Regions from separate parts of the Zea mays genome. Here region 1 is linked to region 2. The links are chromatin contacts, called in public Hi-C maps. All regions are on one chromosome and are shown on one strand. Each heading gives the region's core, a stretch centred on a gene start, on an enhancer-like site or on the middle of the called end of the contact. The rest is flanking DNA. Distances are from core to core; before and after follow the strand shown. Region 1 has its middle 44 kb from the start of LOC103629418. Region 2 holds the start of LOC100191580.

What was found. A called contact is a pair of places that touch in the nucleus more often than the background predicts.
Region 1: a contact with region 2 is called in a Hi-C map of leaf, with 4 times the contacts expected there. The contact joins the enhancer-like site here to the promoter of LOC100191580 in region 2. A contact is called at or near these places in 5 of 25 Hi-C or Micro-C datasets (bundle sheath, endosperm and leaf).

Annotation. Positions count from the first base shown.
Region 1 is chr6:72,730,154-72,736,132 of Zm-B73-REFERENCE-NAM-5.0, reverse strand. No RefSeq gene overlaps it. Among protein-coding and RNA genes, the nearest start is that of LOC103629418, 44 kb to the right of the region's middle. Within about 2 kb of position 4,127, at least 9 of the 20 cell types and tissues checked have an H3K27ac peak or open chromatin away from gene starts, as enhancers often do. A contact at or near this core is called in bundle sheath, endosperm and leaf, where this site is marked.
Region 2 is chr6:72,616,283-72,622,150 of Zm-B73-REFERENCE-NAM-5.0, reverse strand. LOC100191580 reads right to left here and starts at 3,213. Exons shown (of 14, transcript NM_001137010.1): 1 at 2,690-3,213; 2 at 2,505-2,590; 3 at 1,637-1,755; 4 at 1,318-1,428; 5 at 1,000-1,098; 6 at 732-854; 7 at 94-156; 8 at 1-19. The coding sequence starts at 3,039.

The sequences.
Region 1 (5,979 bases), core at 2,878-5,377, 110 kb before region 2:
ACGGCTGCCACCGTGTACCGAAGGGAACGAGGTCCACGTTGTTTCGGCCGGAAGCTCGATAATGTAGATGACGGGGAGTGTCCGAGAGGAGCCAGAAGTGGAGCACCACTTGCGCATGGAGAAGGCCCACGACTCTTTACGGAGTTACTCGACCGAGGAGCTTGGCCCTCGCGTGGACTACCCTTTGTGTAGGGGTACCAACGAGGATTAGTTAGAACCTTGCATGGTTCCGGATACCTCGGTAAACATACCGATATCATTCATAAGAGTTTGCATCTCTACCGTACTCTTTACCTTCCGCATTTATATTAAGTATTTAAGTTTCAATCTCTCCTTTCTAGTTAGATTATTTAGGATTGAAACGTAGGCTTTGCGGTAGAGATAGCAACACTTAGACAAAATCTAGTTGGCACATTCTAACTTGATTATTTGCATAGGTTTTGTTTTAAGGATTTATTTGTGGCCTAGTTTAGAAGAAGTTTTTAGAAGTCCTAATTCACCCCCTCTTATGTGTCACCGTATCCTACAGATATGACGTACCACGTTAGAGTCACTTGTGTCCCTGAGCTTTCATTAATATACTCAACTTGGCATGCCACGTCAGTATTTAGATTGAGAAAACATGGGTTTGGATGGTTTTACACCTGCTAACAAAGTTAGATGACATGTTTTACTAGTTTTTTTTAAGTTTGGTGACTTAAGTGATATAATGTGCCAAGTTCGAAGATGACTACTATATTGTACTCTTTCCAATATATACACGTCGTTGTTGTCACCTGGTGAACGATGACGATTTCTAATTGTTTATTTGATTCGTGCGTTTTCATCCTTGGAAAGCGGATAACCTAGATAGTGACACAAAATCTACTACCACCACACGTGTAACGTGTTATTATCCCCCACCCCCTCCTTCATGTTGTCTCGAGGAGCTCCGCTATCTCATCTTATGTCTTATCCTCTATTTTAAATTTTATCGTACAAACAGTGTCATTTATAGTATCGTGTCCCTTATTTTACACGATCTACCGAAGATAGCCTGATAGAGTGATCCTCGCTCAAATTAATTAAACAACTCATATTGGTCAAAGTGCGTCCTAGGACATATATAATCTCATTTAATATATGGTCTTTTGAAAAGTCTTTAGGAAGTTAACTGAAAAAATAAAGAGACAGAGGATTTTGTATCGTTTGGTCTCTTAGAACAAGTTTAATAATACAGGCTTTATGACGTTGTCATATTATATGTAGCCAACTAAAGTCTAGTCATACAATAACACAAGTTGTATTTTAAATATTTGGCTCATTTTTTGCTCATACAATTGTCTTAGAGTTCGTGAGCATCTGCTTCCAGTTAGCTACTAGTGAGCAGCTCGCTTTCATTCTCTCTCAATTTATCTTTCTTGCACATGACCATAAATATGATGTGGCATATCTTGCAGTCCGGCTACATCACCTTGTTATACCTGCTTATACTTAAAAACCAATCCAAGGGGTCAAGCTTGGACATGCCCTAAGGCTATTTCCGGTGCACGGTTTTTTTTTTAAAATGTCACATCAAGTTTTACCTATAAAATTGTGTATTCTTAGTTTTATCTAGACTAAAACCTCTCATCCATGGTGAAACTCTCTCCATCTATCTTCTTATTAGATTTTGACATGTGATCACACTTGCTTATGTGGCAAAATATTTAATGAAGATAAAACTCAAATAAAACAGAATTGCCTAAGAAATGAAAAGAAAAAGGAATCGCTGCCAAAACGGCTGGAAAGAGCACGCCACAGCTAGCTCAGAACATCACCGACTGGGTTTACAAAACCGTTTTAAGTAAAAAAATTGTTACCCACCGGTTATGGTTTACCGTCGGTAAACCGATGAAAACCCGTAAAAACAACCGGTTTGTACAATCCAACTAAATTTAAATTCGTACTGGTTTAGCGACGAAAAACCAGCGGTAAACCACCGATTTTCCATGAAAATGAACCAATTTTTGTTGTTTTTTACAGAAAAATGCTAAATTTGACAGAATTTATTTGTAATTTGCTCAATTCACATTGCACAGTAAATATTAATTGATCCACACGACATATATTCATAAAAATAATATACAACATACATATGCAACCACAAACTTCAGTTCTCATGCAACAAACAACCAACAAACTTCGCAAGCTCTCCAACGACACATAGGTCGACTTGTTTCACAATACTCATATATTCGGCTTGAGTCATAGTTATAGTACCTAGGCATGTTGGAAAGATCGTGATATGGTTCCAATATATCATAGTGATAGTGATATTTCTATACAAAAGATATGAGATATATTAGCGAGAAAAACAAGAACGAGAAATAAATACTTATTGACGAAGCAAAAATAACATACTGGTGCAGCGGGAACATGTCCATACCCATACTGTGGTCCTGGTTGATACATATTTGAATATGGCGGTGGAGGGGGTCCATAGTTTCCATACCCATACATGATCGATGGTTGTACTTTGCCTGGTGGTCCCTGTCCCGGTTACCATTGCCATGCAAAACAGTTATAGATTGAGTTTTGACCAGGCGCATAGTTAGAAGAACTAGAGCTACTTGAGCTACGGATTCCATCTTGGACAGGAAATAAAACCGAACGACGTCGACCGCTTATTGTTTATTGTTGTGAATGAGGCGTATCATGGTAAGAATCTTGAAACAATAACTAAACCATAAACTATTGGACATTCACATTTAACAATAACTAAACCATAACATATTTACCAATAACTAATCCTTAAACCATAAGACATCACATATATAACAATACTAACTCATCTTTACATATAACATATAACATCTTCATATATATCATATAACATCTTCACATATAGCACTTAACTGGGCAAAAAATAACATTTAACAGTAAATCATCTTTACATATAGCATGTAACATTTTCACATATAACATATAACAGTAAACAAGACTAATATGTCTAAGCTGACCACTAAATGCCTAAATTGGAACTCAATCTTGGCATCGAATCCGGTTTCTCGCAAAAAATGGTGGTTTACCGGTCCAAAAAACGGTTTACCGGCAGTTTTCGTTTTTTATGAATTTTTTGAAATTTTTTAAATGTGGAGCGGTTTTTGACGGTTTTTGTGTTTCCCTTTATTATGTAGGTAGAGGTTCGGTTTTTTTAATATATATATATATATATATATATATATATATATATATATATATATATATATATATATATATATATATATATAATTTCCTTAATTCCCTGAACGTAGAAATGTCATGAAAAACTTCACACGAACCAGCAATTTCCATATATAGCAAACGTAGAAAGTACTAGGGGGCCGGCCGGGGTCGCATTCTAAAAAGGAGGCAACCAAACTTTCAGAGACAAACAAATCCGTGATGCCTACAAAAAATCTCGCCAAAACCATCTATAGCCATACATCCAAGCCCCTGAAAAAATCTTGAGAAACATTTTATGACGGTTGACGGGAACGGAAGCTAGCAGCAACGACGACGCAGACGTTTTTTTATTACAAAAGCAGCAGCCTTAAACTTTCAAGGTGAGCGACGAAGACGATTCGTAATCGTTTACAAAAGCTGGTCTGTTGTCTTGTCTATAGTGTTGCACGCGCAATCAATGACACGCGAAATCAATCTACTACAGCCACACGTGTTATTATCTTTTCCCTTCTAGTCGCTGCCAAAACGGTTGGGAAGACGTACAGTACACCCCAGCTAGCTCAGCATCATCACCAGCTAGCTCAGCATCATCGACCGCCAGGCGGCATCATAACTTTTGCTGTAAAAAAATGAACGGGTTTGGTTTCGGGTGTTTTGGCTCATGATGATTTCAACTCTCAAGACCATTTCCGTGTCTTTCTTTACCGCTTTAAAGCATGAGTTTCATGGGTCACGTGAAGCATATATATACATTTAACAACCATATAAAATAAATCTTACATATTGCATGATCAAATAAGGTAAGCCATAAACCACTAACTTTCCATCTCTTTCCCTGCCTCCGTCTCACTCACTCGGATTCTTCCGCACCACCGTAGAGGACATCGACCTTCCCTCATCAGCAAGCGTCTTGAACCGCTGCCGCTACTCTCCGCCACCATGCGTCTCTGTAGGCAGCGGGGCAGACAGCTGAGTGAGAGGAAGATGAGGCGCCGACGCAATGATGTGTGGCTGAACAACCGAGGGAGAGGAGGCTCTCTGGATCCTGAGTTTAGTTTTGTATTGTTTTGTAGGCAAATGATTTGTGATTAATAGTTTTCATGTAATCATTGTACGCTAATATTTTATCGAATGTTTATGGGATGCCGCAACGCACTGGCATTGTACTGGTATACATTGATAGATTAATTTGACCCTCTCAATGTTGCCTAAGTCCCTAGAAAGCCAACCCGAGACTCTACCTCTATGATGTGTGAGATCATAATCTACTGAATATGTAAACCACTAGCCATACCTTCTTTATTTGCGTTGAGGGCGGCGGTGGCGATAGCGGATGCTTCTTGCCGGTGCGCCATCTCCTCCTCCACTTTGGCGTGCTCCACCATCTTGTCGCATGCCTGCTCCGATTGTTTCCTTTTCGTGATTAGAGGGACAACAAGGGCTTCTCAGTGCCTAGCCCTGTGGGGTGGTAAGCTCTGTGGAAACCATGGCTATTGGCTATGGTGTTTATGGTCGCTGGGAAGGCGCAAGGTGATCGAGACCTAGGATGAATGTGGTGGCTAGGGTAGCAGGCGTCTGAACATGTTGGAGTTCACGCTGATCCTAAATCTCCTTTATATAGCGACATCCCATGACCAGGAGCCACAACTGATAGAAGCGGCTTGTGCCCCTGATTAGGGTGCTTGTTACCGCATAGGGGACATGGGAAAGTCCTCCCTGTTTTTTCTCCATTTTTGTTACAGAGAGGACATTTCCAACATCAACCCCTTTGTTCTCTAGGTTTCTTATTCATTAACTTTTCTAGGTTCCACATCTTGACAAGTCCACACATCAAGACCAATGTGTAACTGTCGGGGACCATAATTAGGGGTACCCCCAAGACTCCTAATCTCAGCTGGTAACCCCCATCAGCACAAAGCTGCAAAGGCCTGATGGCTGCGATTAAGTCAAGGCTCGGTCCACTCAAGGGACACGATCTCGCCTCGCCCGAGCCCAGCCTCGGGCAAGGGCAGCCGACCCCGGAGGATTCACGTCTCGCCCGAGGGCCACCTCAAGCAACGGACACACCTTCGGCTCGCCCGAGGCCCAGTCTTCGCCAAGAAGCAACCTTGGCCTGATCGCCACGCCGACCGACCGTATCGCAGGAGCATTTAATGCAAAGGTGGCCTGACACCTTTATCCTGACGCGCGCCCTTTAGTCAACAGAGTCGAAGTGACCGCAGTCACTTCGCCGCTCCTCTGACCGGCCTGACAAAAGGACAGCGCCGCCTGCGCCGCTCCGACTGCTGCGCCACTCGGCAGAGTGTGGCTGACAGCAACCAAGTCCGGCCTCGAGCGCCATAGGAAGCTCCGCCTCGCCCGACCCCAGGGCTCGGACTCGGGCTCAGCCCCGGAAGACGACGAACTCCGCCTCGCCCGACCCCAGGGCTCGGACTCGGGCTCAGCCCCGGAAGACGACGAACTCCGCCTCGCCCGACCCTAGGGCTCGGACTCGGGCTCAGCCCCGGAAGACGACGAACTCTGCCTCGCCCGACCCCAGGGCTCGGACTCAGCCCTGGCCTCAGCCGACGGTCTCTGCCTCGCCCGACCCAGGGGCTTGGACTCGACCTCGGCCTCGGAAGACAGACTCGACCTCGACCTCGGAGGAGCCTCCGCCTCGCCCAACCCAGGGCTCGGACCGACCACATCATAGGAGGGGCCATCATTACCCTACCCCTAGCTAGCTCTGGCTACGGGGAACAAGACCGGCGTCCCATCTGGCTCGCCCCGGTAAACAAGTAATGATGGCGCCCC
Region 2 (5,868 bases), core at 1,964-4,463:
ATGCCCAAGTAGCCTCAGCCTGTACCATAACAGGTGTCAGGGAGAGAATATTACACATAAAAACATATGACATGAGAATTTACATCGGATTACCTGTTCTCCTTGAGGATACATCTCTTCTAGAGCCTTCATGTCATCTTCCAGGAGTAATAACTCCTGATATTTGAAACAGCGAGTTTAGCAGTCAGTGTCACTAGTTCACTACAATACCAAAAAAAAGATATGGCAGGAACATTGGGGAAAAGGTCTACACTACAATAATTAAGGACCATGATTCCATATGAACACCACACAAGCATAATATGGCATGCACATTCACACTAACTCAACTAGAGAACTTGTTAACCACTAAAACTCCAAAATGCAATGACTTCTATAAATACATGTTAAAAATACTTCCAAGTTTTCTTTAAGCCAAAGTTTTGGAAGTGATAACTTCTTTATTCTGATCATCGACAGACATGACTAAAGTATTGCAAAGCGCAGCATTCCCCAGTAGTGACACCCTCAGGGACCCAGGTTGTTACCATTGCACCAAACAAATAGGTACATAACTTTTACGTATTTGAAGTAGCATGCCTACAACTGTAAAGGACAAATGACATTAACTAATCTCTTGGGATTATTTTATGACACCACATGTAAAAGGATAAATATAGTTGTCATTTTTGTAAAAGTAACATACAAACATTACCAATGTGTGGAAAGAGCAATTTCAATACAATATGTACCTTTTCTAAAGCCTTCACATTTTTGCGCCATTTCCGGCCCTTGTTCCCACTTCTTTCTTCTTGGTGTAGGGCTTCAGCAGCTTTTTTTAACTCCCTGGCCTTCTTTCCCAGTTCAGTTGCTTCCTGCAGGATACATGTTTAACCTCAAGAAACATTGATATCCGAACAATCAATAATTACTATAGCAACAAAAAGATTGATCACAAGAGACACAAGCATCCGTTTTTCCGTTATGATCAAAATGTTGTACATGAGAATGTATGCCCACCTTTATATATTGTGAGCGTGTAATTACAGCTTTTGGACGACGAACAAATGAGAATATAAGTCCCAATGGAAGGCAGGCAATTCCGACACCACCAAATATCTACCAAAAAGAAAAGGTATAGTTAGCAGAATGAAAGAAAAAATTGCAGAACGATTACAGCATGGTTACAGGTTATAGCAGTACTAAATGACAGGTGAGCAGTGTTCTTATTTCACAATCAACTTTCCATATCTAAAAAAAATTTGGCGAATTTGAACAGAGCAATACCTATACACAAAATGTACATAAAACAAACCATTGAGTTGAAAATGAACTCACCGTGAAAAGCACAGATCCAACAATTGTAGTAAGAGCAACCACATATTCAGGGAAGGTAGCACGCATTGTCCAAGTTGTTTGCGAGTTAGCCGGTGCAGTAGAAGCCGCACACTGAAAACACAAGACAGAGGTCAGTTGCAACTAGTCAACAAATCTCTAGGCCTAATTGTTGGATAAAGTGGGGAAGTAGAGAACTAAGGATACTGACAAATTGATGGAGTCAGAGACTAGTGCTCATTCGGCGAAAACATAAAGACAGCAGAAAGAGACTAAAAGTCATCGACAAAGAAAATGGTAATTTCATATTTCAATGACTAACCTGACGAGTCAATGGACTAAAGCAAGGCTGGCCACTTGAGAATCCAGAAAATGAGTTTGGAAATGTCTGGACCGATGAAGATAGGTGCCTCACAGTGAAGTCCACTTTACCAACAAGTCCTGAAGTGCCAAATGGAGATGGAATCAGCCTACTTAGGTAAACACACACACACACCATCACAAGACTGAAAAGGCTTGATATTGCTGGAACTTAGGAACTCAATGATATCCGGTGATCACTTGATGACATAAATTTTTAGCCATAACCATCTCATGTTGTTAATGATCAGTAATTTGAGCAATAGGATCTGTATTAAAGGTAAAAGTAAGGTTACTATCAGGGCAACCCATCCTATACAATTGTAGCTGTCAAAGAAACAGTACATTTTTATCTCATTAGTCATATGACTGTAACACAAGAGGCAAACTATTTTTTTGTTGTGTAAACGAATGCCTATGTAATCTCACAACACATATACACAGCAGAAAGAAATACTCCCTCCGTTTTTTAAATTTGTCGTGTTTTAGTTCAAAAATGAACTAGCGGGCGACAAATACTCGATCGAGAACGGAGGGAGTACAAACTAAGCTCACAAAATCCTTGAGAGGAAGGGTACAGAATTCCAGATCTGAGCAGTTGTGTGGGTGGGGGTGGGGGGCAGAGCTCAAAATTGTCGTGTCGATTCGAACCCAAATGCAACACTGGAACCCACGACAAGGTTCGGGCAACAGATGCCACTTTTTTTAACTGAACTACACTAAAATGGTAGTAGTATTCAGAATCTCACTCCAATCCTGTAGAAATCATAAGAGCATCCTGAGTGGGGGTGAGAGAGGAATGGGGGAAGCATGGATTGATCCGCGCGCACCGTATAGAATGCCGAGGACGAGGCCGCACACCACCGCGGACGCGACGACCCAGATGAGCGCAGTCCTGAGCCTCTTCCCGACGGACCTGCAGGGAAGGCAGATCCAAATCAGCAGCGGGAATGAAGAAGAACGGATGGAAACGCAGGCAAGGGGGGAGGGGGGAAGCGGCGAGGGGGGAAGTTACTTGTCCTGGTCGCCCTCGTAGTAGAACATGGCGAAGGGGATGACGAGGAAGACGAGGACGGCGTCTACGATGTAGACGACGAGCCAGAGCGTCCTCATGGGGAGCGTGAGACTGCAGGCGCCGTTGTAGACGGCCTTGCGGCAGGCCTGGCGATTGGCGACGTCGGCAGGGAGCATGAGGATTGAGAGGACGGCGACGGTGAGGCCGAGCACGACGACGAGCTTGGGGAAGTAGGCCTGGTTGACGTCGTCGGGGTGCTGGTAGTTGACGAGCAGGTAGACGCTGACGAGCAGCACCAGCACGCTGACCACCGCCGCCACGATCACCAGCGCGACGTTGAAGTCCCCCATCGGGGTGGCCGCCGCCGGATCTCGCGCCCTTCCTCCTAGTCTCCAACTCCCACTAGGGTTTGGGCAGTCCCCCTCGCTCCGGCGGCGCCAGCGGCGCGGGGGGAGGGGAGCACCACCGGCGAGCGGGATCTGGGCAGGACGGCAGCGGTGGGTGCAAGAAGGGAGGCAGGTAGCTGCGGGCTACCAGCAGCGCGTGAGGGTAGAGGTGGGGTGCGGTGGGTAGTGGGTTGACGACGTCGAGGGGGGAAAGGGACGGGGGCGACTGGGAGAGGCAGAGGAAGGAGGCTGGAGGCCAACAGCGTGGGCTAGGCTGGCGCCGGCTCGGGCGGTTTGGTCGGGGTGGGGGCGGCTTTGGTTGGGTTCTCTTTTCGGCGGGCGGAGTGTTTTTCCTTCGGAGCGCTGTGCGTTCCGGACTCATGGGCCGAGACCGAATGGCCCACGATCAGCACTTGAAGGACGATAGCCCAACCACTGCCGAAGAGGCGCTGGCAGGCCTAATCCAACGGTTGCAGAAATTTGGTCCGTCGCTTCCTGTCCGTGGCCGTCGCTGCTGGTCTACGCCGGGACGTGAGCACGACAAGGACATCGCTGCGGTCGTCTCGTCGCTGTAGAAAAACAATCACACGCGAACACGGTGAGTATTTCTGTTACCAATTCATTTCTCCCTTTCTCCATACGAATGCAGTCGTACTTATAGACACTTACAAAGGCCGGCCCACAACGGTCTCGGTTCTAAGTGTTGAGAACCATTGATAGTCGCCTAGAGGGGGTGAATAGGGCGAAACTGAAATTTATAAATATAAACACAACTACAAGCCGGGTTAGCGTTAGAAATATAAACTAGTCCGCGAGAGAGGGTGAAAAACAAATCGCAAGCAAATGAAGAGTGTGACACGTGGATTTGTTTTACCGAGGTTCGGTTCTTGCAAACCTACTCCCCGTTGAGGAGGCCACAAAGGCCGGGTCTCTTTCAACTCTTCCCTCTCTCAAACGGTCCCTCGGACCGAGTGAGCTTCTCTTCTCAAATCAAACCGGGAACAAAACTTTCCCGCAAGGGCCACCACACACTTGGTGCCTCTTGCCTCGATTATAATGGAGTTTTGATCACAAGAACAAGTGAGAAAGAAAAGAAGCAATCCAAGCGCAAGAGCTCAAAAAGAACACGGCAAATCTCTCTCGCTAGTCACTAAAGCCTTGAGTGGAATTGGAGAGGATTTGATCTCTTTGGTGTGTCTAGAATTGAATGCCTAGCTCTTGTAAGTGGTTGAGAAGTGGAAAACTTTGATGCCATGAATGGTGGGGTGGTTGGGGTATTTATAGCCCCAACCACCAAAAGTGGCCGTTGGGAGGTTGTCTGTTCGATGGCGCACCGGACAGTCCGGTGCACACCGGACATGTCCGGTGCCCCCGCCACGTCATCACTGCCGTTGGATTCTGACCGTTGGAGCTTCTGACTTGTGGGCCCGCCTGGATGTCCGGTGCACACCGGACATGCACTGTTCCCTGTCCGGTGCGCCAGTATGGGCGACTCTGACTTCTGCGCGCGCTGCGCGCGCAATAAATGCATCGCAGGTAGCCGTTGGCGCCGGATAGCCGTTGCTTCGGAGTTGCACCGGACAGTCTGGTGCACACCGGACATGTCCGGTGAATTATAGCGGACTAGCCGTTGGAGATTCCCGAAGCTGGCGAGTTCCTGAGGCCGCTTCTCCTTGGCACACCGGACACTGTCCGGTGTACACCGGACAGTCCGGTGAATTATAGCGCGAGTGCCTCTGAAAATTCCCGAAGGTGGCGAGTTCGAGTTGGAGTCCTCTGGTGCACCGGACATGTCCGGTGGTGCACCGGACACTGTCCGGTGGCACACCGGACAGTCCGGTGCGCCAGACCAGAGGTGTCTTTGGATGACCCTTTGCTCCTTTGTTGAATCCAAAACTTGATCTTTTTATTGGCTGAGTGTGAACCTTTTACACCTGTATAATCTATACACTTGGGCAAACTAGTTAGTCCAATAATTTGTGTTGGGCAATTCAACCACCAAAATTAATTAGGGACTAGGTGTAAGCCTAATTCCCTTTCAATCTCCCCCTTTTTGGTGATTGATGCCAACACAAACCAAAGCAAATGTAGAAGTGCATAGTTGAACTAGTTTGCATAATGTAAGTGGAAAGGTTGCTTGGAATTGAGCCAATATAAATACTTACAAGATATGCATGGATTGTTTCTTATTTATAACATTTTGGACCACGCTTGCACCACAGGTTTTGTTTTTGCAAACTCTTTTGTAAATCCTTTTCAAGGTTCTTTTGCAAATAGTCAAAGGTAAATGAATAAGATTTTGTAAAGCATTTTCAAGATTTAAAATTTTCTCCCCCTGTTTCAAATGCTTTTCCTTTGACTAAAACAAAACTCCCCCTAAATGAGATCCACCTCTTAGTGTTCAAGAGGGTTTTGATATATCATTTTTGAAATACTACTTTCTCCCCCTTTTGAACACAAAAGGAAAACCAATTGATAATATTCTTTGGAAAACACGAATTTTTTGAAATTGGTGGTGGTGCGGTCCTTTTGCTTTGGGCTCATACTCTCTCCCCCTTTGGCATGAATCGCCAAAAACGGAATCATTAGAGCCCTCGAAGTACATTCTCCCTCTTTGGTCAAAACAAATGAGTGAAGATTATACCAAAGATGGAGTCCTTTTGCTTGGTGCTCATGCTTTCTCCCCCAAGAATGGAGAGTTGCTTGGAGTGACGGCGAAGGATGAGTTACGTAGTGGAAGCCTTTGTCTTTGCCGAAGACTCCAATTCCCTTTCAATATACCTATGACTTGGT